Linked DNA regions of Zea mays: regions 1, 2 and 4 are each linked to region 3. The links are chromatin contacts, called in public Hi-C maps. All regions are on one chromosome and are shown on one strand. The core of a region is the stretch at or near the end of the contact, and the rest is flanking DNA. Distances in the headings are between cores, read along the strand shown.

Region 1 (5,374 bases), core at 2,207-4,706, 330 kb after region 3:
CTTTATTACATAACGTAGATGTCTTATAAAATAACTGATAATAAATAAATCAAACTAAGATTATTATTCCACGACGCCATCAAGCTGACTGGTAGACGACACCTAGATCTCGTCGAACTCGTCATAGTAGTCCTCCTCGGGGGCATCTGCTCTTCACCTGTGGGGGGTGTCATACCCGGTTTTAGAAGACAAAATAAATGTGAACCATGTACGTGATAGGATCAGCAATTCACGTACAATACAATTTACATAACCAGACATCATCACACAGTGCTCAAATAATAATATAAGAGAGGTAATAGTTTGATTACATCATGATGCCCGAGACATCCACAAAGTCATTAACATAGATCAAAGTGCGAAAACGAAACGTAGCTAAACACGACATTCACAAGCAGCCGACTGGGGGTTTGCCGCTAACCCACGCCTAGAACTCATCATAGTTTTGGAACATCTGGAAAAATCCTCTACCACGACTTTCCTCTTCTCCTGAGCAGTGGTTGCAATGTGGACAACCTGGGAGGTGGGGTTTGGTGTTGTAAAGAAAGGGTGAGTATGCATCAATATACTCAGCAATTGTCTCGTTTGGTTGTGGTGGACTAGCTTTATGTGGGGTTAAGATCAAGCCGTTGATTTTAGTTGGTCAGATAATTATTACTAGTATAAAGTCAGGTTTTAGCATTAAACCCAAGTTATTAATCCAAAAGTACTCCTTTCAAATAGAAAGAATTTCAGAAACCATAATCATAATCATCAAAACCATAATTATCCTCCTCATCATCTGTAATCATAGTATCTCTAATCAATGGAGCTCCCAAGGCCGCTCATAACCGTGAGCACGACTGATATATCAGTTTCATAACACTCTGTAGAGGTTGCACACTTTACTCATGAGTTGTGATTCTTTTTTGCCTCGGGCCGATCAAACCCTTAAACACTACCAAGGTGAATAGGGAAGGTTTCACTATGTAGCCTTTACAAAGATTTCCTGAAGTTGTAGTCGCCCGTTAGGTTTTCTAAATGTACCGCACTCCTCCCCAAGGGGCAAACATGTCACACCCGGTTTTAGAAGGCAAACCGAATGCAAACCATGTACGTGTCAGGATCAGCAATTCACGTACACAGCAGTTACATAACCGAACATCATCACACAGTGCTCAAATAATAACATAAAAGAGGGTAATAGTTTATTACATCATGATGTCCGAGACATCCACATAGTCATTAACATATATCAAAGTGCAAAAACGAAACGTAGCTAAACACGGCCTTCACAGGCAGCCGACTGGGGGTTTACCGCTAATCCACGCCTAGAACTCATCGTACTCTTGGAACTCCTGGAAATCCTCCACCACGACTTCATCTTCTCCTGAGCAGTAGTTGCAATATGGAGAACCTGGGGGTTTGGTGTGTAAAGCAAGGGTGAGTACACGTCAACATACTCAGCAATTGTCCCGTTTGGCTGTAGTGGACTAGCTTTATGTGGGGTTAAGATCGAGCAGTTGCTTTTAGTTGGTCAGGTAATTATTACTAGTAGAGAGCCATATTTTAGCATTAACCCAAGTTGTTAACCCAAAAGTACTCCTTTCAAACAGAAAGAATACCAGAAATCATAATCATAATCATAAGAACAATGATTATCCTCATCATCATCTATAAACAAAGTATCTCTGATTCAATGTGTCTCTAATCAGTGGAGCTCCCAATGCCGCTCATAACCGCGAGCACGGCTGATATATCAGTTTTATAACACTCTGCAGAGGTTGCACACTTTACCCACGAGTCGTGATTCCTTTTTTGCCTCGGACCGATCAAACCCTTAAACACTACCAAGGTGAATCGGCAAGGTTTCACTATGTAACCTTTACAAAGATTCCCTGAGGCTGTAGTCGCCCGTTAGATTTCCTAAATGTACGACACTCCTCCCCAATGGGTAAACCACCCTCGGCAGAGCGAGCCGCATACACCGAGCCCCATTGACGGCACGACGACGAAGCGAACTACATCTCGGTTTCTCAAATTATTCAGCTAAGGGCGTCACATACCACCCTCATGGTTGTACTGTTTTCCTGGGTGATCATCCAACGAACCAGTACTTACGGAGAGGCACTCGAGAAACCGCTCGAGTCCCCTTAAATGTCACAGTATCATCATCATAATCAAAAGGGAAATATCGTATCATAAATAATCTCACCATGTTCATTGACATAAAAGAAATAAGCAAATACTTGGCGCGGAGCTCGCACCTACGACTATGCGAGAAAGAGAAAACAACGGTCGAGGCTACGGTCGAAAGACGATTATGTTAAGCAGTTATGGATTAAGCACTAGGACAAGGGAGCATAAAAGCAGGCCCGTAGTTAAAAGAATTTTTTCTTTATGAAAAAAAGGTACAAAAGCCGCCGCCAACGAGCTTAAAACTATGCGTCGCCTCTTGTGCGTTCTACTATTAACCCTACTACTGGCATTGGGTTATATATATACACTCGAGCTTGCGTCAAACTATGCCGCGCACATGGCGTACGTTAGCTTTACTAGCTAAAAGACTCAAGGATATGTCTCACCAACGGTATGAACTCCACTAGCTCATACCGTGCAGCAACGGAACGCGTGCAGGTGCAGTGCCGTTTGGACGGATGAGGACGCGCCGCGGAGGCACGAGGTCACGGGTAAAAACGGCGGCTCTGGAAAAGGAACTGATGCTGCACTGCACTGTGTTCCTCCAGAACGATATCACCCTCTCTTTTTTATTATTATTTTTAACAAGAAGAAGAATATAACCCTCGCACTGCCTTTACGGAAAGGAACCGTGACCCTCAGCATGTAGAATGTGTTATTGTATACTGTACACGTTATCACTTGACAAGACGTGTACACACAGGATAAAATAGATGTAGCAGTAATAATTTAGTTACTGTTGCAAAAGAGCAGGATGGGAAAACAGATCCAGCTCTGACAGAAAGATATATACTCCTTGTATCACTTTATTCTTTCTCTCTCTATCTATATATATAGATAGATATATAGACTATAGACACACGATGGCAGGTGGCACACCGATCTACGACAATAATAAGAAATAAATACACCTATTATACCTCATATCTGCATACATGACACACACAGGTATGTCCACGAAAGCAAGCAGCCACCCTACAATCTACATGCATGTTCCTTGTATATCTCCAAAGATCGGATGCCCTGTTTGTCTGCTCTCACTAGCCGACCCTCCTTGGCTCCCATACCGCATCATGACATCTTTGTCCGCATTTATTTATGTACTCTTGTTGCCATCTCGGCCGACGAAGAAAAGCGCAGGAATAACGGCCACACAAACAAACCGGGATTCCGGTCAGTGCGCAGGCTCTCTGCTCCAGTAAACTTGGCAGCGGTTTCAGGAAGCTGCTGGCTGCTGCTAGCTCTCAGTCTCAGTCTCAGTCTCAGTCTCATACATACATACATATACAGCAGCTGGTGGGGTGTCTAGGTCTCTCGTACTCGTCGGTACACGCTTGCCAATCCATCCAAACCCGCTGTATCTGCGCTAGCTGGTGTCCGACCGTGTCTGCCATGGCTTCTTCTCCACGCACAGCCATGTTCTTCCTCGCGCTGTCCCTGGCGCTACTGGGCGACGACCTTCGCCGCTGCTCTGCCTCTCAGGTGCCTACTCCAACGCACGCCGATATGCTTATATTATATCTCCACGGTGGTGGTCAGCTGCACTTCTGTAGTAGCTAGCAAATGGATGGATGATGCCAACTCTTCCTTCAGGTGTACGTGGTCTACATGGGCAAAGCGCCGCAGGGCGACAGGGCACCCCGTCGACGACGACACGCCGGGCTGCACCGCCAGATGCTGACGGCTGTTCACGACGGCAGGTCCACAGCAGACTCGTTAATTTGAATTCCTTCCTCCATAACCCCTCCTAGGCTTAGCTAGCTAGCTCCCACCTCCCAGTGCCGTTTCCATGCAGCAGTATATATATATCTTGAGTCGGACGCTTCCTCTCCGCAGCTCGGAGAAGGCGCAGGCATCACACGTCTACACTTACAGCGCCGGCTTCCAGGGCTTCGCGGCCAAACTGAACGAAAAGCAGGCCATCAGATTAGCCGGTAATTAGTTTCACAACACAGGCTACTCTTTTAGAATTTAATCTTGGTCCAAAACAAGTTAGATTACATCATAGTCTGAGTAGATTATACGGGTTTCATTTCCCAAACAGACGGCCCCTAAATGAGTCTAGCTAGCTGTGATGCCAAAAAGGCGCCTAATAATTCTGATGCGCGTCTTCAATTTCTTCAGAGATGCCTGGCGTCGTCTCGGTGTTCCCAAACACAAAGAGGCGACTGCGCACCACCCATTCCTGGGATTTCATGGGCTTGTCCACCAGTGCAGAGGGTCAGGTCCCTGGACTGTCCACCGAGAACCAGGAGAACGTCATTGTTGGATTCATCGATACAGGTGATGGAGTACAATTGCAGTAACATGTATACTAAGCTAGCTAGGTTCAAACTGGAACTCGCATTCTTCAGTCAGATCATGTGACACCAAAAGAATATATATCTTCTCTTCCACCATATTAGTTCCAGTTGTGTTCTAGCTTACAAACTGACAAGGCATGATGTTTGTGTTTTCATGTTCGACCGACTTGGCCATCAAATGACTGTTCGGACAGAAACGAAAAAGGATACCATCGGATCGATAGAAACCAAAATCATGGAATTCTAGCTAACTGTTTTGTTTTGTTTTTTTTTTACCTCCTCAGGAATCTGGCCAGAATCCCCTAGTTTCAGTGACCACGGGATGCCTCCGGTTCCCAAAAGATGGAGAGGGCAATGCCAAGGAGGAGACGCGAACTCACCGTCAAATTTCACCTGCAACAGGTACACACGCTCTAAAACCAACCCACGGTACGGTATTCCAGCATTGGAATTTTCTAAAGCCACCCCCCAAACATGCACGATAGGAAGGTAATAGGAGGCAGATATTACCTCAGCGGATACCAAACAGAAGAGGGTGGCGCCATCAAGTTCGTATCTCCAAGGGACAGCTCGGGGCATGGCAGCCACACTGCCTCGATAGCGGCCGGAAGGTTTGTCAGGGACATGAGCTACGGAGGTGGTCTGGGCACCGGAGGAGGGCGGGGAGGAGCCCCCATGGCAAGGATTGCAGCCTACAAGGCCTGCTGGGAAACTGGCTGCTACGATGTTGACATTCTCGCGGCGTTCGACGATGCCATCAGAGACGGCGTCGACATTATATCTGTGTCGCTAGGCCCAGACTACCCCCAGGGCGACTACCTCAGCGACGCCATATCCATCGGGTCGTTCCACGCGACGAGCAACGGGATACTGGTCGTTTCCTCGGCGGGGAA
Region 2 (5,089 bases), core at 2,314-4,813, 270 kb after region 3:
TAAAAAAGGAACTTTTTGGCCCACTCAAAGGTACTAGGTGACCTCAACTGCTGAATAAAGAAATTGGCCCATGCTTTTGGGATCAAAACACTATTTTCTTTTTCAGCATCAGAAGTGAAACTGGACCACACGTGTGCATCCTCTTCCTATTCATGTGTTCATTATATATGTTGTCATTCATATCCATGAAGTGGACCCCTGCCACTGCATGGAGGCAACATGTAGATGATCAACAACCTGGGGCCCTATATTGTTAGGATCCTGCATGTTGACTCCTGGTTCCATTTCAACCATGCCTCTATCTTGATCGTGCTCAGCCTCAATGTTAACCTCAGGAGGGACAGCAGGTGGAGCCAAAACTATAGGGACTTGAATATCTTGATCTTCTAGCATATCATATTCCACCTCCATTGCCTCTAAAGGATTTGGTGGGTGCATAGGCATGAAGACCTAGAAACCTTGACCCACCAAACTGTCAGAAGAAAGGAGATCTTCAATTCCTCATAACTGCAAGCTGATAGGCTCTTCAGGATCTTCTAGCTCAATATGAAGCTGGGGCTAAACAACTTCTTCAACGTTTTGTGGCCACTCATCCTAGGCTTCATCATCCATATTTTCAATAGGAGGGATATTGAGATCAAAACCTTCTTGACCCCCTATTGGTTGACCGAGGCCAAAAAAATCAAACGGTAATTCATTTACATTTAGGGGATAAGGTGGCACCTGCTCTTCATCTTCTGGTTGCGCTCCAAGCATGTCATGTTGTATTATTTCACACTGTATCGTCCAAGAGACACCGTTGAAGCCTTTAGCAACAATAAAAACAATGAACTGGGGTATTTCTTCAAGGGATGTAACCCTTGCATGTAGAAGCAACCTCATGTATTTTGATCTATCCACATCCCACATAAGAAGGTGACCAAAAGATCTAATAACATTCTGGATATGTTCTTGGGTCCAATAATCAAGTGTAAAGCCAAGCAACATAAGTCATCATTCTCTATTAAAATTGATGGTCCGATAGTTCCAAGCTTCATTATGCCTTACAACAGTGAAAGTGAACCCTAAAGCTTGCTGCAGACCAAGATTATTTAGATGATCTCTATCAAACACAAAACTAAAACAGACAAGAGCATGACCCAAGTGAGAATGCTGAATTAGATGTTAATTTGCATGTGACCCACTAGATAGTCCCACACAATGTCTGTAGTGTCTTCAAAATTGAAAATAACCCTAAGCAAAGGATGAACCGAGATAATCCCCAATCTTCATGAGCAGCGGGTTGAGAGCGAGCAACAACACGTACCATAATTTCACGGTGCATGACTTGTGCTTGTATGAAACCATGCAGAATGAAGGGAACATGGTCCACTCGATGATAGGCCATAGCAACCGAATGAAATGAAATGAAATGCGTCGGGGACGGACAATCGCTCCTTGCCCTTAAGCAAATGGAAAGTGAAGGGTTCATTGCCGGTACACTCCGAGAGGGTTTTGGTGAACAATGGGTTTTGGTTTGTTACTGAGGGAGACGATGGGACCCTCCTAGAGCTGGTCGCCTAGAATAGTTCTTTAAGGGAAGTGAATATCGGTGGCCCACTAGTCATATGCTTCAACTTGGAGCGAAACCAAGTTTCCGGAGGAGATTCCCACTTGACATTTTTGAACTTGTCTGAAAATGTGGTAATGAAGGAAATATCCATATTATGGACTCTTTTTGAGAGAAACCAATTACCGCTTGATTGATAATGCCCACATTGCTTTCCAAAAATAGGTTGACCCTGCTGTTTACGCAAAGAGAAAATCCCCGACCATCGACACTGTTCCGCGCCACTCATTTGTGGGCTAAGATTTTTCTTGGGCCTCCAAATCAACCTGGTACTCTGCATGAAACGTTGAGGGGAACCAACCAACTTGCCTGAAGAATTAGGCCCATTAGCTATTCGAATATTTGAATTTAGAGGATCCGTAAATTTAGCCTGATTGGAAGACTTTGCCTCATTAGATGATCGAAAATTAAATCTCGTCTGAGAAAGATGATGAACCGCATTATGCCGACTATGAAAAAAAAAATCTGCAGTTATCACTTGAAAATCTAGAAGTCGAAGATAACCGGGCACCATCCTCCTTGAATAGAGGATCATGGAAGTTTCTCTTAGGTAGTGTTTGGTTGAAGAGCCTAGTAGAACGAAGTCGTTCTGTCCCAGTTTTATTGTTGTTTGGTTACAGAGTAACTAGAACGGAGTGACTCCAATTCGGGAATATTATCCTCAGATCCGGAACCATCTCACTCCAAAAAATCAACCGGACGGAGCCGCTCCGTTCCTAGCCCGCTCGCATAGTCACGCTCCGCTCGCATAGTCTGCAACCAAACAAAAAAACAGAGCCGCTCCGTTCCAGCTTACCAAGGGCCCCTTTGGCAGGGCTCTGGCTTCTCAAAAAACGGCTTTGGCTCTGACTCACGAGGTGAAGCCACTTCTTTAGATGAGCCAAAGCCATTCTGAAAAATCATTTGGCAAAACAGCTTATAGGTTGTTTTCAGAAAGACCCTTGTATAGTTTACTTTTTATAGATCTCTCCTGTACGTGGCTAGGGATTGAGGGCAGGACCAAAAAAATAATTTGGGCTGGTGGGAGGGCTATTGTGCAAAAATGCCGTGAGCTGAAGCCGGGTGAGCCACTTTTTTTGGCTCATGCCCTCTAGTTCATTTTGGAAAAGCACTTCACTGGTGAAGCCATTTGAAAAAGAGGTGTTTGACACAACTTTTGCATGAGCCAGAGCCGAAGCTGAAAAATAAGCCCTACCAAAGGGGCCCCAAACACAGAACATAGCAGCTCCGTTCCTAGAATCAGGGATGGAACAATTCCGTTCTACTTGACTTCTTAACCAAACACTACCTTAATCTTGATAGGAATAGAATTAGCCCCAGTTAGAATATTAAAATGAACCGCATCAGCATAAGAGAGCTTTTTAAATTCCTGCCAATATGATTCCAAGTTGCAGCTTCTTCAGCACAGTAATTATCATATTCACGTACCCAATTAGGGTCATCATTATTCCAGGGATGAAAGTATGCTTTGAAAAATTCGCAATCCACCGATCTCAGCTTATAGATCGAGAAACCCACATTCTTGGAGAAGACAGAGGATTGAAAACCCCTTGAGGACAATTGAATCACTTTGAAAGCATCCGCAAAACCTACAATGATTGATTGAAGAATAAAACCCACATTTTGAGCAGAAAGACTGATCCTGCATATACCAACGGATAAAACAAGATAGAAATCAGAGAGCGGTCCGCGCTCTCGTTTACTATTCTGAAATTGTTGTACGTCAGAGAATAACTTTTAACGATCCACATTTTGTTAGAATAAAACAATATCAACAATTCACAAATGTATTAGCATCCATTATCCAAAGTGCCTATTGTTATGGCTATAGATGAGTACCGTTGGATCCCCGCCACTGGGTAATTTTTCGCGCTGTTAAACAGTTGGACCTTTTGTTGGAAAACCTTGAACATGACACAAATGGTAAAATGGGAGTAGACCGCTAGCCCACGTAAGCACGGTTTCAGTTCAAAACCATTCTCCACTGTTCCTCCGCTCCCTCTGTCTCGTCGTCTCCCATCTCCGGCTAGGGTTTGCCCTTTCCACCGCGTCCGACGCCTACCTCGCCCGCGCCACTGCAGGGACCAAGGATGTCGCAACAGCAAGGTGTGGAGGAGCCGCCGCCGGCACCGCTGCCGGCGGCGGAAGGCGAGGCACAACCGGCCGCCGATATCCCCATGAGCGAGGCCGCGGAGGTGGAGGATGAGGAGGAGGAACCCGTCGTGGGGGAGGGGGAGGACGGTGCAGACGGGGCCGCCGACGCCGTCGATTCCGTCAATGCTTCAGCGAAACCCGAAGCAGAGGGCGCGGAGGAGGAGGGGGGCAGCGACAGGAAGGAGCGGAATGGTGGCCCGACGGCGGATTTGGTTGGCGAGGTTGTGAAGTTGGAGAATGGGGACGGGCCTGTGACGGTGGGCGGCTCGGTGGACGAGGGTCGAGGTGGAGATGGCGGTGACGACAAAGGCCTGGCTGGTCAGAATCAGCCTGCTGTGAACCAGCTTTTGCTGGCGCCGGCTGAGGAGGATCTGGCATTGTCCAAGATCTCAGATAATTCCTTCATGTTCGATTACACCACTGGTGGCGATGACTCGGGGACTGAGGAGGAGCAGGCTGCCTTCATGAAGGAGCTCGAGCGTTTCCACAGGGAGAAAATGTTGGAGTTCAAGCCTCCGAAGTTTTATGGCGAAGGATTGAATTGCCTCAAGTAAGCACACAAACCACAAAACCTTTTTTTTCTGTTATTACTCATTGTCCTGTGACGACGCCGTCAAGTAATAGTATCTTTACTATCATTAGATTGTGGAGACAAGTTACTGGATTGGGTGGCTATGATCAGGTACCCGTCTTCAATATTTATGCCTTTTTGGTTTCTTTTGAAGAAAACAAGAATGATTCTGTTTGTAAAGGAACGGTTGAATTATGTGTTATATTTGCATCACACATATTCGGTCGTTTAATATTGGTTTCTGCTGAAAATGAGCACATGTCTGGAACATGTCTGTAGAAAAGAGCCTCTTGCTAGAGTTTAATCCTGAGTTTCTCACCCTATCTGCCTTTGCTTTCCTATGTTTGTACTTAGCATATCATACCCATCTGACTTTGTACCTCAAGGATGAGTAAGAATTTTGACTAGCTTGTCCAGTTTTGTTCACATATGTTTTCTTTGACCATTAGATTATATTAATTTTACAGTTTGCACAAAAGGTGCCAGCATTATCGTTTATCTGATTTCTGGTTTCTCCCTTTTCTCTTCTAGAGTCATACAAAACCATTATAATAATTGATCATACTGTTCAATGTTATCAAGTCGTTTGACTATTGTGATTAGTCAGGCTTATCGGTGCGGTGATCAGTTATACACTTCGAGTAGTCACTATTAATTATGAATAGTCACTATTAGTCGGGCTGATCGGTGCCATGGCCCATGGCGACTAGGGTCAGTTAGATGTTTGGAAAATTGTTGTTGTTATATTTCTTTGG
Region 3 (5,540 bases), core at 1,489-3,988:
GCTTTTGCTTGGATTAAGGGGGTGTTTGAATGCACTAGAGCTAATAGTTAGTTAGCTAAAAAATTGCTAGTGCAATTAGCTAGCTAACAAATAGATAGCTAACTATTAACTAATTTACTAAAAATAGCTAATAGTTGAACTATTAGCTAACGTGTTGGGATGTCTCCAACTAATTTTAACCACTAACTATTAGCTCTAGTGCATTCAAACACCCCCTAAGTCAAAGAAATCAAAATGGAGAAGGGAGAATTGTGTCTCTAGGAAGATTGTAGCTATTAGCTAACCATCATTGCTCTCATTGAAGACGTCTTTGTGTGCCTTGAGGGGGGTGTACTGGGCACAGCTTGAATGGATGGAGGTGAAAGAGCAGTGCACCGGGCTAAGGGAGGCAATGGCGCCGGTGCAGTGTGCCTTGTCGACGCCGTGGGCCGAGGTTGATAAGGAAACACATCCAGGTCGTACTTCGTGTCCCGGTCATAACCTTCCCCTTCCCAATGGATTAAGATCGACAGGAGATATGTGGTGCTCATTTCCCTTTCCTGCAAACCAAACGTTGTATATGATATCCGCTCCACCAAATTTCCCTTCCCCACAGGATTTTTTCCGGCGAACCAAATGCCACCTGGTTGTTTGTACCCTTTCCCCTTACCACACCATTAGAATCTTGTCCAATGCAAATGCATGTTCATTTTAATTTGAGTGAAATGTTCGAGTGATTCTTTAACAATTTTTTTTAATATTGTTTCAGCCTCAGGGAATATCCGCCAGCTATACTGTTTGCAAGGCGAATGAGCATAAGATGGGGTTCTTGTGTAAGCGCGAGATGCAGCAGTACGCGTCTGCAAGTGCAATCCAATTCCGGGCGCCTCCGAAATCTGAAAGTGACTTCCAAGCTGAGTTGGTGTCGCCTGCCCTGATGCACTTGGTATTTCAGCTGTAGCGTTTGTGGAGGCAAGTAACTGTAACGTTTTTGTTTGTTCCAATTAGTTTTTACCACTTTTCCCATTCAGTTGGCCGCAAGGTTTCTGTAAATCTTTCGGTACTGTTGGTTTCATATTTAGAAAATTCACAAAGCGGCCACTCAATTCTCTTTTTGGAAAGTAACTTTATTTTTTTTTCAAATGGTGTTTGGTTTTTAGGGACTAATGTTTAGTCCCTTCATTTTATTCCATTTTAGTCTCTAAATTGCTAGAATTTTAGTTTTTGTATTTGACAATCTAGGGACTAATATAGAATAAGATGATTAGTCCTTACAAATCAAACTCCTTAACATACTGTGTGAACTAACGTGAACTTGCCCAGGCGAGTGATAAATTGACAGTTTTGGAATTTTCCGGGCATTATTCAGCGGGCAATTCAAAATGCCGTCAACGTAACGCGTGCACCTCGTGTGCTGTGCTGTAATCTCACTCCGCCATGTCCGACCCACGGGCATCAACGTCACCGTGACGCTGTCGACTCCCGGAGTTCAGCGCTACCCTACCCTCATGCTCAGGTTATAGCAGGGACAAGAAGCTTCCACCACCTCAGGAACGTTCGGTCCGACCTCATTTATCCACTGCGTTCCGTACCTAGGTGGTATCTGCAAGATTTTGAGAATCTGGATACCGCATAAAATTCAATTCAAATTTTATTGGTCAGGTTATAGAGAGATTGTGAGATTTTGACATAAAATTCAATACAAAATTTAGGAGGTGTTTGGTTCATAATAAAATCCTAGAATGAGATTCTAAAAATGAGGTAGATACAAACAGGCCCCTAGATGTTTCCAACCAATGGTCTATCTACTGTTTACATGACCTTAGCTTATTTTTATATCGTCTAATACGAAGATCAAATATGTCGTAAAGATGTTTACAATATAGGCTTATAGATCTAGTAGTAATAAAAATAATAGAATATGGTATCATAACGATACATTAAAGAGAATATTGCAGAGGCAACATTACATATAATACATACTACATACTTCTGTGATATTTAGATTTTTTCTATAGCCAAATTACCGGAAACTAGATTTTCGTTAGAAAAATGGCGAACCAAACAGACATTGGCGAGTGATGGGCTGATGGCATAGAAATAAACTGGATGCTGCTGCCATGCCACACCGCGACCAAACCAAATGAAATTTGTGACGCGGTAAACAAGGGATCGGCAGGAGGCTTTTACCGCGCAAAAATTTACCGCGGGCGCCTTCGCCGCGAAGCAGCGTAAAAACACAATACGATCGCGCGCACGCGCACAGGTACACAGGCGCGGCGCGGGCGGGAAGCCACGCGGCCACCTGAGGAAGCGAGGCCAGTCCGCGTCCATGAACCGACCTCTCCCTGACAAGCAACGGCATAGGCCAACCAAGACCCTTGTCCACCTAGACCACGCCTACCTTGCCACCGCGGCTCGCGCAATCCTCTCCCACATTCCAGAATCCAGCCAGTGCTTCACCTACGTGAAAACCACCCGCCGTATGCCGCGGAAATCCCACTGACGCTTGGCCCATACTGGCGACCGCGCTTCTGGGATCCACGGTGCAGTCAGACGCGCGTAAAATCCAGGGCATTTTCGGGGGGGTGGAGCGGCCGTTCAAATACCCGACGCCCTTGGCCGCTTGTGCCCTCGCTGGCTCGCTCTGCCTCCGCCGCTCCCCTTCGTTTCCTTCCCCTGCACACCACCGCCTCCAAACCCTTCAAAAACCACCACCGCCCCCAGCTTCCCTACCGCCCTCGTTCCGGAGCCTAGGGTTTGGGAAGTCGAAGGCCTCGGCGCTTCGTTTGCCAGCGCAATGCCGGATACGGGAGCGAGAGGCCGCGGCGATGAGCCGGAGCCTGTGACGCCGCAGCAGCAGGCGGAGGAGACCCAGGCGGTGGACGATCGGCGGTTGCTGCGCTCGCAGTACCTCGCCGTGAAGGGCCTTATCAGCGGTAGGACCGTGTTGCCGTGCGAAACCCACTAAATTCCCGATTGCCGTTTCGGCCGTTGGCTGGGTTTGATTTTTTTTTTGGTTACGTTTGTGCGGCTGTGCTTGTGTGTAGACGAGAAGGATGAAATGGCGAGCGCGGACTCTGATAAGTTCTGCTCCATTATCAACAGAGTGGAGAGCCTGCACCAGCTTGGTAAGCGCGACTGCGCATTTGTTGGCCTCTTGTAAACGCGGTTTTCATGATTTTGGCCGGTAAACTTTCCGCTTATACTGGCACGCATCATGCTAGTGTGAAACTCGCCATTTGAGTGGCCAACAGGATGAGACTTGCTTTGCTTTATGCTTCTGCGGTGTAATCTGGTCTCTGTTACTGATTTTGATTCTGTGCTCCATCATCTGTCAATGATGTCTAGATATGGCCATACGGGTCACCACGTCTCTAATAAACATGCAACTGAAATTTGTTAGATGCTGGGTAAGTAGGTAACACGTGAACTTACTGTTAATTAATGTTGCTTGTCAATCGCGTCCTCTCTTTTTTTGGATTTAATTTCAGTGGGGGGTAACGCAGGGAACTTTTTTTGCAGTAATGTAACGAGGGTGATATCACATCCATTTTAGGAGACATGCAATTGAAATCTGAACACTTTGGATGTCATACATGAAGTTCATTCATGACCATGGCCAAATGTTCAACTATAATCACATCGACTGCAGTTGTTTCTCAAATACTTGAAACAATGCCTTTAGTGCAGTGCTGTATTTTGATATCATGTGCATACAGTACTTACTGATCGCTGACGCTGTTAGCAGAAATCTGACTATAAAACTAATGCGCGCGTCTTTCTGCTGCAGTTCAGAGGCCCAGGGAGCAAATAGCTGACGCAGAAACCCTGCTGGACCTTACTGCTAGTTTGGTAGCATCAGTAAGGTCCCAATCAGTTCTGGGAATCACACCTTCTGATTTTATTGCTGGACTGCTGAAGAAATTTGGAAAGAAAGGAGGTTCCAATGATAATGTTTCATTGGACTGGGCTCGTCTTGGGCTTGCTACCTCACGTGTTTTCATGTCTGCATCTGGATGTGCCACCATGTAATGGATCCACTGTTTTTTTTTACCTGAAGTTAGCTTTGGTTGTTTTAGTTTCAAGGTTTTGAAAATTATATGGTTTGTTTTGACAGGATTGGTCCCATGACGACAGAAGTGAAGCCACGAAGAGTTTGTATTAGGAAGAAGAGGACTGCGAGGCCACATGGAAACGCTTGCCCTGAACAGGTACCCTTTCATGTATGATTAGTGTAATGGAAGATATGCTGGTTTTGTAGTCATTGTTGTTTGTTCATAGTGGATTGGGTACATAATGGATCACATTTTATCATTCCAGATTTATTATTCATTAAGTAAATAGATAATTTTAGATTTGTTAGTTTCTATTTCAAACAAACAAAATCTTTATATTGCTTAAATTATATGTCAAAGCATTGTACTACTGCATACACAGTAAGAGCTGATTATGTTGGAATCACAACTAGAATTTTCTATCACTAATGATATGATTATACAATCCTTTTGTGGGGATGCATTAAGGTGGAGACCGTAATAATATTATTTTGGACGTAGCTGCCTGTATCATTTATATCTTCCCACTCATGGACACAGACCATTATCTTTCAATTTCTGATGACATGCCAATTTGACACTGCCTTATTCTGCAGCTTGCTGATCCATCTGAGAAAACAAAGTCTGATACTGACAAGAACATGTCTGCTATATTTGATCTCCTGAGGAGGAAGAAAAGTGCAAGGCTGGAACACATTATTTTGAACAGGACATCATTTGCTCAAACAGTGGAGAACATATTTGCCTTGTCATTCCTTGTGAAAGATGGAAGAGTTGAAATCAAAGTGAATGACCAGGGACATCATTTTGTCTGTAAGGCTGTTGCTTCCTTATATGCTACAGTATCATGGTTATTCAATTGTTATGTGCTTATAGACTGTAGTGTGCCTGATTGAACTCTCTTGATTGCAACAGATCCAAGGAATGCACCAGTGGCAAGTGCTGTTGCCTCAGGAGATGTGGTCTATAACCACTTTGTCTTCCGATTTGATTTTAAAGACTGGAAGGTATTGTTTCAGCATCTTCCAAATAAACAGTTTGTCATTGTCTAGCAGATGTCATGGACTCATGGGCAGTCTGCTGACACATTTGAATTATCATCACAGAATAAAATTATGCACTCATCTCAGATAGTTGATTTCATCATTTAGTGTGGCCATAAAAAAGGCTGCTTGCACAGGTTGCAAAACAGTATCAAGTTTACATCATACTTTTAAATATGTTTGATCATTATCTTTGTATAGAGAAGTATTTTTGGTTATTTTTCTGAGAAAGCATTGTATGCCTGATTAATGGCCACTGTGTAAATTGTCGTGTTATTCTTTTGTTGAAAGAAAACTTGCAACTGTAATCTGATGTGATTTGTCATTCCTTCTTTCCAGCTCATGAAAGGGGTTGTTCCAGAGGGAGAAGAGCTTATGCCGCACAGGTCCTCTCAGACCATAGCCAACACAGGAGGAAACAATCCTACCCAGTCTGAGGCACCTTTGGCCACACCAAGCA
Region 4 (5,221 bases), core at 360-2,859, 280 kb before region 3:
TCTTCGACTGCAATGCGTTGCACAGTTACAGGGCGCCGAGGCCGAGCAAAGGGAGGACCATTCGGAGATGGCCTCTCAGAAGCAGTAAAAAGACCACCGACGGCAGGAAAAGCAATGTAGTTGGACGCGTAGGAGAACCGGAATTTTTACATGACACTAGGTCACATATTGCGTAGTTTAGGCTTCCATCCAAAAGGCGATGCAAATTGAAGGTGGGGCATGCGAAATGCATACATAGGAGAGAAAATGCAGGCACACGGACCTTACTGCAGCCGGGGACCAGCTCCTTGAGCAGCTCCATCCTCGCATTGATCTTCTCGCGTCTCGCCTGATGAGTGGTTTTTTTTTATAAAAAAGACAGAAAAGGATAATCAGCTTTTTGGCGAGACTGGAGAAGAACGAATAATTAAGTAATTAGCGGCGAAAGCGACCCCCCAAAAAGGATCTAGCGGCGACGTTCGTCACCACGTCCTAATAACCCAATCATTGGCATAAACCCTCGCGGCAGACCGAATCTGACCCTCCCATGAGGCTGGCTAAGAGCTCAGCGAGGCGCGCGATTAGCGGAGCGGCGCGGCGAAGCGAGCTCACCCGCTCGGCGAGGCTGTGGCTGTCCGTGGCCTGGCCCCGCCTGGCCCGCACGTGCACGTACGCCGGCTTCTCGTCCTCGCCGCCGGCGGCCGCGGGCTTCTCCTCCGCCGTCTTCCCCTTCTTCGCCGCCTTCCCCTGCGGACACGGAGCAATCAGAACCTAAGCTCCGGCGAGGTGCGCGCGGAAATGCAGACGCGTGATGTGGCAGTCCACCTTGGAGGCGCGGTCGACGGGGTCGGCCTTGCGCTTGCCGGCGACGGCGGCGGGAGGGGGCGGTGGAGGCTGCTGCGTTGGGGATGGGGAGGGCGGCGACGGGGGCGCGAACGTGGAGAAGCGCCCGGCGCGGTCCACGAGGTGCGGGTCGGAGGGGAAGGTGGGCGTGGGCGCGGGCGCTGCGGCTGGGGCTAGGGCTAGGGCGGGCGGCGTCGTGCGGGGGAGGAGCAGCTCCATGGCCTGCGGAGTGGGGAGTCCCAGCAGCGCCGTGAAGGAGCCTCCGCCCCCGCGGGCGCCCGCGGCGTTGCCGTTGGCGGGGGCCAGCGCCGCCTGGATCTCGCGCCCGGCGGCGGGGAGCTCCTGCGGTGGCGAGGCGTGGCGCATTGGCGCGGCGGAGGCGTCCGGGACGAGAGAGACGGCGGGAGGAGGACACGGGACTGGAGCGGAGGTGGAGGCAGGGGAAGGGGAGGATGGTCCCGTTATTTATAGTGGGGGTGGGGCGGCGCTGAGGCGAGAGGTGGTGTGCCGCACGCGCGTGAGCTGCTCCTGCGTTCGCACTCGCACGCTCCCCGGCCCTGGCTCCGGTTCCGGCTCCGCAGGGCTGGGGTCAAGGAAGGAGAAGATGGGAGAGGAGAGGAAGCCAGGAGCCAAGGCCAACACAGGAGGGTGGACCGGTGGAGGGGTGGTTGGTTTTTGTTACCGGAGGGCTACTGCTATGCTGCTACCCTTTTTACCGGGTGGGGCCCAATCCTAGCTCTCCCATACGTGGACCAAGGACTGTGGCGTGCGGTGGGAGGGGCCGAGACCGAGAGGGTGGGCACCGCACTGGGCAGTGGGCAGTACTGGCGGTGAAACTCTGTTGCTGTTGACCTTTACCATTTCCGGCAGTGCGTGTGGTGGACCGGTCCGGACCGTGCGGGTTGCTAGCGTAGCGAAGTCGCTCTGGAAAGCAGAGGCTTCCAGGCCAGTACAAACAACTCATCAAAAGCCAGGTCGGACCAGTCAAAAGCCGTCCGCTTCATAGGGGCTTGTTCTGTTTAAAATGAATTGTTCAGTTTAAAATGAATTGGGGAGTATTGGAAAACTTAAATCTCATTCTATATAAATTTGTATATGAGATTTAATTCTCTCAAATCCTCTCAATCTACTTCTAACAGAATAAACCCTTAGACCACGTTCAACGGGCCAACGTCCAAACCAGGTCAGGATCGAAAGCAGCCCAGTATCAAGTGATACATGTGTTGTCACTAATTCCTAGTCACTAGCCCAGGAACCAACCCGGGAGGTAGCTCACTAGGACTCGTTCCATACCAAAAATTGAGTGAGGGCTCGTTCGGTAGACATGGAATGGAGAACCGGAATTGTTTCTACCCAGATTGTTTCTCTAATTTGTATAAGTTTTATCAACATGAACAATCCTTGGTGCATTCCAGTAGAAACGAACAGGCCCTGAAGAGAATTCAAATCAGGTGAGTCTGTTTTTGGTCTAGATTAAAACGAACGGATCTATCAGACTGGACCGAATTCTAAGCCAGATTGATTCATCCAGCCCGGAAAGAGACAGGGAATAAGAGAGGGAATAGACCGTTCCGTTCGAAACTAACGACGCCTTAATCGGATCCCCTGATGTCGAAGTCACTTGACATCTGATCCCACGCAGCAGTGACCACGCGCGACGTCGGAGAATCCTAAGCCGGTAAATGGTGCAGCGGAGGTTGGAAATTCTTTTTATCTAATCTCAGAAGGTCTTCGGATTTGATTTTTTTTTCTTCTATATGTCACGTCGACCAGTGAATTTTGCATTTTGGGATGTTGGTGATAATTTTTCCCGACTCAAGTAGTGTCAATCCATAATATTTAGGATACAAAATTCCGTTCCGACGGAAAACAGAATGTTCTAGAAGACCCGTAAAGTTATTTTTTGTGGTGGATGGTGGACAACATAAATAATCTCAATATTTAGGGCTCGTTTAGTTCTTTTAATCAAGGGACTAAAATTTAGTCCCTACATATTATGGTCTAGAGACTAAAAATATTTAAAAAGTATTAAATAAATCATAAGAGGAACAAAATATCCCTTAGTATTCTCCTTTCATTAGTGTAACTGAAATAAAGGAGGACAAAAGGTAGATGTTGTACACCAAATGTGGCGAGGGTGCGGCCCTAGGGGGCCGGAAGGTCCACGTCCCAAGGTCAGATTAACTCGGGCGATTATACTTTATCTCGTGCGTGGTTATCCATATAATCACGTGGAATTTATTAGCTATTGCCTAGGAACAGGTTCAGACCCCCCTATATATGAATGGGTACGACCGATTAAAAAGCCTCGAACACATTCTAATCAAATAAATTACTTTCTTTATTATTCCTATCCTAAGAGTAGATGTAGCGTAGTTCTAGTTATATCTTTCTACATATCCACTCCACCCATATTGGACTCTGTGTCGTCTAAATCTGTTTTAGGTGTCCTGCTGATCCCAAGACAACCATAAGATCTAGTTGTTCATTCAAGATACACTACGTCGAGTGTCTATTAATTCAGATGACTCCACATCGTCTGAGGATGCGCCGGGTGACAAGTCGACCTGGAGCACCCTAAGATCTCTCCCTAGAGATCGAGATCTAGATTCCAGCGATGAAGACGACCCCGTGCCATCGCGGACCGTCCGTGCCGCCGCAGATGGCACCACCAGACGTCACACCCCTAGTGATTGGTGCTACCCAGATTGCCGGCAACAATATAATTAATATGATTTAGTACCTTTTAGTCAAGTACTAGAGACTAAAACAGTTTAGTACCACCGTTTACCAATTTAGAGACTAAATAAAACTAAAATGGATAGACTATTCTTTAGTCTCTCAAATCAACCTTACTAATCCGCTCGATCATGAGAACAACGACAGAATTACTCCTCCTATTTGTGCTGCAGGCCTGTATCTGTTAAGTTATTACGAGATGCATTTGGTGTTGCCAATTTATAATTTTTTTTTATAAATAGAAATGCAGTTATTCTAATACTTTGGCACTTTTTTCTGATTATCTTGACAGAACGAAGACATCACATGACAATGTTCGGTTTACTATGTCTCGCCCAATGATTACATTCTCGTGTGCGATTTCCAAAAACCGTTTTGTTGGTCAAAGTTTGACCTCTATATTTTTAAAATTTGAAAACCGGAATACATCAGGTATACAGCGGGAACGAGAAAAAAATGCCAGATTTCACCTGTTCTCGTTCGGTAAGGTAATCTTTGGTCTCACCTCTGTATCACATGGTTGTAAGAGCATCTTCAACAATATAACATATAAAAATATCTTATAATTTAAAAATGAGTATATTTTATATAATTTAAGACATTAATAAAATATTATATTACAACAGTAAAAATTTAAATCTAGATTATATAACAACTCACTATGATGTAGTATATTTGAGACACATGAGAGTGTTTATAATTTTTTGATCAAATTTTAACACTATTGGAGTATTTTTTTCTACGTAGAGTTCTATATTTTAATTTGAGACACTAGTTTAAAGTATTATTGAAGATTCTTTAATACTGTTATAGAACTAGAATCCACTACCGATCAACTACTTCCAGTGGTTTACAAATCAACGGCGATAACCCTTCACCACTGGCATTGTGAAGCTAGAGTAAATCAAAGAAGGGCGTAAAACTATAAATACTTTGAGGGTGCATAGTAATATATGTATGTGGTGTATATATATATATATATATATATATATATATATATATATATATATAGTGAAAATCTAGTCTTTTTCACAAGTTTTGTAATTTCTCGTTGGGTCATATGTACCCACTGCTAACTATCTAGCTTCGTCCTTGACCACTGGTTTTAATTTGAAAATCCAAAAATATATTTTTTATTATTAGTATCTTAAACCAAGAACCTAGAGAGATTAACATGGAACACATATAGACCCGAGTTTGAATTTTCGACCATACTTTTACACACCCCACAATCGTCCTGGTTGTGTACTATGTCCACGACACCGAGGAAGCAGGCTCCAACGTCTTAGGACGAGTGACAAAATCTCGAGTCGAGCACGTGTGGCGGGACGGGACGCCAACGGCATGCCATGTTGGCATAAGCAGCTCGTGGGAAACGAGCAGCGAATGGCGGAGCGGCCGTGCGCGCATTCCCGGTTGTCTCACGCGCGTGCGGCAGTGGCCGTGGCTGAGCCAAGAAAAGCTGCCTCTACCAGTGCCGACGGCGGCACCTGCGCCGCCGCTTTTTCCACGGGGAGACGAATTGACGATCGACCGAGATCAAAACGACATCCCATTCTTCTTCTCTGCGCCACGTGGAGTTTCTCAGAGCTCCGAGAGCGCGACTGCCAGTAGGGCCACTGTACTCGGATCGTGTGGTAAGGTGGCCGCTGGTGGAGGC

What was found. A called contact is a pair of places that touch in the nucleus more often than the background predicts.
Region 1: a Hi-C map of ear shows a contact between it and region 3, with 1.8 times the contacts expected there. The contact joins the promoter of LOC100383484 here to the promoter of LOC100193130 in region 3. A contact is called at or near these places in 2 of 25 Hi-C or Micro-C datasets (ear and endosperm).
Region 2: a contact with region 3 is called in a Hi-C map of endosperm, with 2.6 times the contacts expected there. The contact joins the promoter of LOC100273855 here to the promoter of LOC100193130 in region 3. A contact is called at or near these places in 7 of 25 Hi-C or Micro-C datasets (bundle sheath, ear, endosperm and 3 more).
Region 4: a Hi-C map of leaf shows a contact between it and region 3, with 7 times the contacts expected there. The contact joins the promoter of LOC103629727 here to the promoter of LOC100193130 in region 3. A contact is called at or near these places in 5 of 25 Hi-C or Micro-C datasets (ear, endosperm, leaf and 2 more).

What each region holds. Positions count from the first base shown.
Region 1 is chr6:107,929,488-107,934,861 of Zm-B73-REFERENCE-NAM-5.0, reverse strand. It overlaps LOC100383484 (putative subtilase family protein), which reads left to right and starts at 3,456. Exons shown (of 11, transcript NM_001176132.1): 1 at 3,456-3,660; 2 at 3,772-3,878; 3 at 4,015-4,112; 4 at 4,303-4,461; 5 at 4,766-4,883; 6 at 4,967-5,374. The coding sequence starts at 3,571. It overlaps LOC111589529 (a long non-coding RNA gene), which reads right to left. Exons shown (of 2, transcript XR_002748570.2): 2 at 2,959-4,412.
Region 2 is chr6:107,984,641-107,989,729 of Zm-B73-REFERENCE-NAM-5.0, reverse strand. LOC100273855 (AT-rich interactive domain-containing protein 3) reads left to right here and starts at 3,563. Exons shown (of 13, transcript NM_001360473.1): 1 at 3,563-4,313; 2 at 4,406-4,445. The coding sequence starts at 3,700.
Region 3 is chr6:108,254,819-108,260,358 of Zm-B73-REFERENCE-NAM-5.0, reverse strand. It overlaps LOC100193130 (Non-structural maintenance of chromosomes element 4 homolog A), which reads left to right and starts at 2,738. Exons shown (of 7, transcript NM_001138290.1): 1 at 2,738-2,918; 2 at 3,030-3,110; 3 at 3,773-4,010; 4 at 4,100-4,193; 5 at 4,634-4,850; 6 at 4,953-5,044; 7 at 5,420-5,540. The coding sequence starts at 2,780. LOC100382067 (Tubulin binding cofactor C domain-containing protein) reads left to right here. Exons shown (of 9, transcript NM_001174830.1): 9 at 749-1,268. The coding sequence ends at 792.
Region 4 is chr6:108,529,654-108,534,874 of Zm-B73-REFERENCE-NAM-5.0, reverse strand. It overlaps LOC103629727 (transcription factor bHLH48), which reads right to left and starts at 1,609. Exons shown (of 7, transcript XR_004850241.1): 1 at 805-1,609; 2 at 592-726; 3 at 1-328.